Regions from separate parts of the Gossypium hirsutum genome. Here region 2 is linked to region 1. Evidence: chromatin contacts called from public Hi-C data. All regions are on one chromosome and are shown on one strand. The core of a region is the stretch at or near the end of the contact, and the rest is flanking DNA. Distances in the headings are between cores, read along the strand shown. Region 1 overlaps LOC107906405 (probable protein phosphatase 2C 44). Region 2 has its middle 11 kb from the start of LOC121204597.

Region 1 (3,434 bases), core at 577-3,076:
TCTTCCTTTCATGAGCTGATCTACTAAATCAAAATAGATCATAACATGATTTGGCTGGAGCCTAATGGAGTAGAGATATCATATTTATCTTGTGTAAGAATTCTTTCTATAAACACTGAAGAGAAATTTTATTGGACTGCTGCATATACATATTAGATTGGTTAAAGTACGAAAACTTTTGCTGTATTGTTTTCTAATCTTTATCTGCTGGGTCTGGTCATTGTTGAATGATAGAGTTCGAACTAGTTTCTTACCAAACTGATCACATAAATAAATATTATATATCTAGAAGCTAAACACGTTCTCTTTGTTAAACAAAAGAGAATTCCAGTCCCACTGCAGCAGTTTGAACTTTGAGATTTTATGTTGGAATGATACATCCTAAGCATTCTAAAAGTGATCTAATTGTTTTCTTGATAAGTTTTCCTTTATTTTTAATGTTCCACTATTCTTTTAGTTAGTAATTATGCTTCTATAAGTGGACATATGACACGGTTACCTAATTTTCATAAGTTTTAATTTTAGGCATCAAAAACAAAAAAATTGCCAAAAGGGCACCACAGTTACAAATCGTTTTCATTTTGGTCACTCGTCATTAATTTGGAGTTATAGACAATGTTATTGTAGACTCATTTTAGTCACCCACTTTGAATAAGTTTCTATTTTGATCACTAATTTTTTTTCTTTTTTTAAAGAATTAATTTTTTTTTCCAACAAATGGAAAAAGCCTAGATTTTGTAGAGAAAGACTTGGGTTTTTACATGGAAAAACCATCTTATCTTATTAATTTTTTTTGTACTTTTTTAGAATTAATTTTAGTTTTTCCCTAGGAAGGGAAAAATTGGGGATTTTATAGGAAATTACCTGGATTATAGGGAAATATTTGGATTTTTACAAAAAAAAGAAGATCTTTTTAATTTCCTTTATTTTTTAGAATTAATTTTAGTTTTTTCAGTAACAAGGGAAAACATGGGTTTTTTTACGAGAAAAACTTGAGTTTTTAAAAGGGGTTGAGTTATAGGAAAAAATTCTGGGTTTCATGTTGCAGCTGAATAACTCAGTTTCCATAAAAGACCAAGTTTTTTAAAAATAAAATTAATTCTAAAAAAGAAAATGAATAACCAAAATGAACAATTAAAGTTGAGTGACTAAAATGAGCATGCAATAATATTGCCTAACCCAAAATTAATGGCTGGTGACCAAAATGAAAACGGTTTGTAACGGCAGTGGTTTTTTTTTTTTTTGGCAATTATTTTATTTTATTTTCAATACCCAAAATGAAAACTTACAAAAGTTGGATGACCAACTGTGTAGTTTACCCTTTTATCTTTTAATGAGATTTAATGGCTAGGATTAGGTGGTGATTGTGTCCTAAGGTGCTAGGTTTACTACTATGTAGTTATTGATTTGGACGCTTCTTTATTTTATTGAGTTATCGTCTGACTAGCATGTAATTTCCTGATAATTTTAAAAGGCTAGGCTTCTGAAACACAGATCGAAGAAGAGTATTCCTTTTCTTTTAGAATCTGCCTTCTTAAATGTGCTATTGTTCCTCACCAACTTCGGAGAATTTGGCAAGGATCATTGGGTTCTGATTAAAGTACCTTTTTACCCTTCTTATTATTGGCTAAAAATAAAATTTATTCTAGCAGCAATATTTTGTTTTCAGTTATTAAGTGTAGCACTGAAGTTGTTTTATTAGCTGATAGCTACAGCAACTTACAATCGAAAATTATATAATATGTTATATTGGAGTGTAGTCTGATTGAATGAGTTAGTCTCATCCCACTTTGGTGGTGGAGAGAGGTGATACTTGAGACAACATTATGTTGCAATTAAGGAGTACACGGGTGGTGGTTATGCTGGTGTGTAATGTTAGTAATTTTTCATGTGATGTTGACTTTATAAGCACATGATAACTACTAAGGTGGTGGCTGTGATCGCTATGTTAATGGCAATGTTGAGATCATGTCTTTGACATTTGACATGGTTTGCCACATTTATAGCCGGCAATGCACGTAATGGTTGTTGACATGCAAAACCAGAAATTCGTCATTAGGGGGAGAGGTGTGTATAAAATTATAAATACGAATAAAAGCACGGATATGAAGAAACTTTTGAACTAGTGAAATGGTGGTTGTTTATTGTATTTCCTTAGATCAGCCGCTGATAATGAAGGCCAGAAACTAATAAATTATATAATATTGAAGTTGGAGCAAGAAAACTATGTTTTAGTGTTTTAGACCCACTAATAGATAATATTTGCAATACTATACGGCTGCCTAATATGTCAAAAACTTGCACTGGGGTTTCAACAGCTTCAATCCTAGCCCTTGGATTAATCCACATAAATCCCCATTCGAGCTCATATAACGGCATCTCATCCTAGCCACTTGATCACTTAAAACTAATGCATAATCACTAACCATTAACTAAAGTAAAACAATAGCGACCGGCCATGTAGTCTGTTGGTACAATGTTGGACTTTAGTTCCAATGACCAGGCATGAACCTTTAAGCTCTTTAATAACCTTGATTTAATGTTCTGATGCCCTTTGCATTTTCCTCAAAATTGATATAGTTTAATGTATAACTTTTTTAGTATTTATGGTTTATTAATTTTGCATATAGTCAATATCTTGATACATTTGCCCTTTTATCAATATTTTTTTTTACCTCTAATTTTGTTTTATTAACAGTTATACTAGGAACTGTAGGAAAATGGTACATTGTGTCCTTTTTTTTAATGTTATTAAGTTATTCTTTACTTGGACTTGCCTAATGATAGTTGTTGATGAATGTTCATTACAATGTCTTAGGCTGATGTTTTGGAACGTTAATAACGTAATATCTATTAGATAAAAAGTAGATAATCATTGAATTGATTGTTTATATCCAATGAGGTGGTGGTAGATAAATCCTTGATAATTTTGAGGTCATTGAGATTTAAATTGTCAATGATTTAAAACTTTTAATGCATCAATAAACTCATTTTGGAGACAATTCAAGGAAGATTTTCAGTAAAAAAACGATGAAAATTTCTAGGAAAAGCAAAAAAGGACAATTTTTAAAATTATGTCGATAAAAGTAAGATTTAACTAAATGTTATTTCAATACTTTTATCATATTACTGTATTTTTTCATTCTTAAATCAATGATGTTTCCCTTTTAACAGTTATTAGATACAAAATCTCCGTTCAACTATGTCCTTTAGTCTTTACCAAAGGAAAGAAGAAAAACAATAGAAGTAATTCTATTGTTCAATTTTAGCAGTACACAGTAGAATGGAAATTTATCCCGTACATTGATGGTTTTTTTTTACTTGATCCTGTACATTGATGTTAAATTCTTAAAACTCCACGATTTGGCTATAACTAGGGAAATTTGTAATGACATGCTGATCTGTAAAGCTTGCCTTTGTAGTTTAAAAACTCT
Region 2 (3,446 bases), core at 668-3,167, 140 kb after region 1:
ATACTAGAGAAATGTATAGTATAGGGTGCATGAATAATAATGGAAGTACTTAAGTGTAAGGCGACTCGAACCACCAATCAAAGCTTAAAGGCAACATGTTTGCAAATATGGTACCACTTGAACCAAAGTGGTACATTGGTTACAAGTAAGGGCCCTATAAGCCTCAAGTTGGTGGTTCGAATAGTCTCGTGCTTAGGTACTTTTATTATTATTCACACATCCCATATTGGCACATTCCCTGAGCCTTACGGGTACCACCAATTGAGGTATGCCCCTTCGTGAAATTTACACGAGGAAAGAGATATAATAAGATACTCAATAATTATTCATCATTAAAGAATATCATTTTAAGAATAAAATAATTACTTGTGAATTTTAACGGGTGTTGCAAGGAATTTTTTAGTTTAAAAATAAATAAATTTTATTTATAACAAAATTGATTTTATAATTTCTTTTAAATATCAAATTTAAAGTCATTATTTTGAAGTAGAATATAATACTTGAATAAATGGTACCGTTTTTGTTAACAGGCATCGTGAAGATTAATTCAACTCCAAAATTTAAATATTGTTTCGCAAATAAAAAAATGATTTTTTAACAAATATTAAATTGATTTTAAAATTTTACTAAAAAGATTACATTTAAAACAAAAAAAAATGGTGACAAGTTTATATTTCTTAAAATCCGTGAAATCGTGATGACAAGTGTTGTGATGGGATGACCATCACTCATCTCAACGTGATCATGTAAATAAAAAACACATGCTGATTTCAGGACAGAAGTATATCGGTAGACATGCAAATCATTTCAAGCCTACATTAGCAAGGCTTTTAATAGAAAAATGGGTACCAATTTGATGAACCATATGCTCCGAATGTTTGATGTAAGAGTAAGATCATCTATGTAGACGATAATGTGAGAAATGATACCGTCTGGAGTTGTTTGAGATTGTAGAGGGCACAAAGCCAACCAGGAGGCTGCTCAATGAAACCTGGGAAGGCATTTAATCATTCAGTTCGAGTTGGCAGAGTAAGAAAGAGACAGGCAAGTCATTATGTGCAGAGAATGTATCAAGGTCATTGATGTTGGAGTGCTGCTCATAGCCCTCCACAAGTCTTGTCGGAATTATGTTTTGAGATCAAGTCATGCTTTGCTACGTCTCTTGAGTTGGGCCGTCAAGTGGTGTTCTGCTATTGGCTGCTAGTTTCATCAAAATTTTCACCAACTTAATCACGTCCTCATTCATAATTTTTTAGTCAATTTTTTTATAGTTGTCTAGATGTAAATGTATTTGGACAACATATTGTCCAAGTCCATTCTTGATGTGAAATTAATAGTAGTTGTCTAAGTCCATTTTTAATGTGAAATTTATACTTTTATTAGTAATTTATATTAGTAGGGTTTCACCAGTGATATTATTTTGGCTAAATTATAAAGTAAAAACTTAAAGATTATATAATATGCTATAAATTTTGGTACTTTTCAGATATTTGGAATTTAATTTTTATATTTTTATTTTCAAGAATTTAATCTTTTTACTTTTTAAATTTAATAATTCAAGTCTAGTTGTTACTATTAAAATTCTTTTGTCAAATTCATTGGTTTGATATTTTAAAATTAAAAAAAAAACTCACTTGGTAGCCAAGTGACAAAAAAATAACATTGTAATGAAAAAATTTAATAAAGAATTTTAATGATGTTAACAATTTTTAAAATTAAAAACAAATTTAATAATTACATGCTAGCAGTAGATTAAGAATTAACTTCCTACAAAGGCTAATTTGTATCAGTGCAGAATTGGGGCAGATCAGATGTGTCCACGCTATGGTAATGGCCCAAAGACAATTCATGATGCCTGTCGAGATTGCTCCGGTGTACTGGAGGTTTGGCACAGGTTAGCCTAAGGATACACCCATTCAATGGATTGGTTAGTTATTTGCTCATAATGGGAGACAAGTGCTCTAGAAGGCCCCTATTGATCCATGGGTCCGTGTCAACTTTGATGCGGGTTTCTTCGACCATTTGCGGGCTGCAAGTGCAAGAGTGGTGAGTAGAAATCACGAGGGGCTGTTGTTAGTGTCGATTTGCTTTTGGCAAGAGCACATACCTCGTCCATTATCTGCGAAAGCCTTAGCTTATGTGCGAGCTATCAAATTTGCCTGAGATTTGGGTTTTCGGTTGGTTGAGATAGCAGGTGACTCCGCGGTGCTTATCTCTAAGCTAAAGAGTGGATATTGATCGTTCGGTCGTGAGTGCAATTGTTTGGGATGAAAAACAACTTGTGTTTGGTTTTGAATTTTAAAGCTCCGTTTGTTTTAGTGAAAATGATTTTTAGAAAATAATTTTTGGAAAATAATTTATTTTTTGAAAAAATTAATATTTTCTGATATTTGGATGAATCTGTGTAAAATATTTTCTGTTATTTGGTAGATTTCTTAAAAATATTTCATAAAAGTTGTTTTCAATTAAACAAACATACATTTCAGATTTTCTTATTTTTTATTTTTTATTGTTTAATTGAATTTATTTTTATCTATAATTTTATATTTTACATTGTTTTTGCATATATTAAAAATATTATGTTAAATTTAGATTCATTACAATGTCATTTTTTAATTACACGACTACTAAGTGAATATTTTTTATTTAAAAAATGTGACATCAACAAAATTGACAAAAAAATTAACGATGTCAACAATTGGATTTCAAATTTGAAAAGTAAAGGGACTAAATTCTTGAAAATAAAAGTATAAAAACTAAATTATAAATCTGTGAAGTGTACATAGACTTATGACATATTTTAACCTTTATACTACAAAACATTTATTATTAATATATTTATAATTGTAATACATATTTATTATTAAAATATTAATATTGAATATTTTCAATAATATTGAATAGTTTTAATAATATGTGAGTAATATTATTTAAAATTATTATTTTTAAAATTTATTATTAAAATAAAATTGAAATATTAAATAATTTATTAAAACAATAACTTATATTTATTATATTAATAATTTATTATATGAATAAATATAAATAATTAAATATGTATGTTAATAATATTGAAAAATATAATATTTCAAATATTTTAAAAATAAAAATAAAATTTATTATCAATATATAAGCTTGATTTAAGTTAATTTTTATATAAAATAAAATTATCTATAGATGAGCTCTTTTCCGGAAAATCACTTACACTTTTCAAAATCGTAAGTCATTTTACAGGAAAAAAGGGCTTATTTTACCTTGACCTATAAGTTATTTTCCGTTGACCAAACTATTTTCTGTGAAACAAACACAGGAAAATGCAGAAAATATTTTCCGTAAAATATTTTACATGAAAACAAACGGATCCTAAGTTTTAGCATATTAAACGATGAGGGAATCTGGTTGCTCATTTGCTAGCCCGTGAAGGCTTTCTCCGAAAGCAGGATTTT

Evidence for each region. A called contact is a pair of places that touch in the nucleus more often than the background predicts.
Region 2: a contact with region 1 is called in a Hi-C map of hypocotyl, with 7 times the contacts expected there. The contact joins two enhancer-like sites. A contact is called at or near these places in 5 of 34 Hi-C or Micro-C datasets (callus, hypocotyl and leaf).

The regions. Positions count from the first base shown.
Region 1 is chrA08:23,687,720-23,691,153 of Gossypium_hirsutum_v2.1, forward strand. The region is part of intron 4 of LOC107906405 (probable protein phosphatase 2C 44); the gene reads left to right. Among protein-coding and RNA genes, the nearest start is that of LOC107906405, 9.4 kb to the left of the region's middle. Within about 2 kb of position 1,827, at least 1 of the 9 cell types and tissues checked has an H3K27ac peak or open chromatin away from gene starts, as enhancers often do. A contact at or near this core is called in hypocotyl, where this site is marked.
Region 2 is chrA08:23,827,169-23,830,614 of Gossypium_hirsutum_v2.1, forward strand. No RefSeq gene overlaps it. Among protein-coding and RNA genes, the nearest start is that of LOC121204597, 11 kb to the left of the region's middle. Within about 2 kb of position 1,918, at least 7 of the 9 cell types and tissues checked have an H3K27ac peak or open chromatin away from gene starts, as enhancers often do. A contact at or near this core is called in hypocotyl, where this site is marked.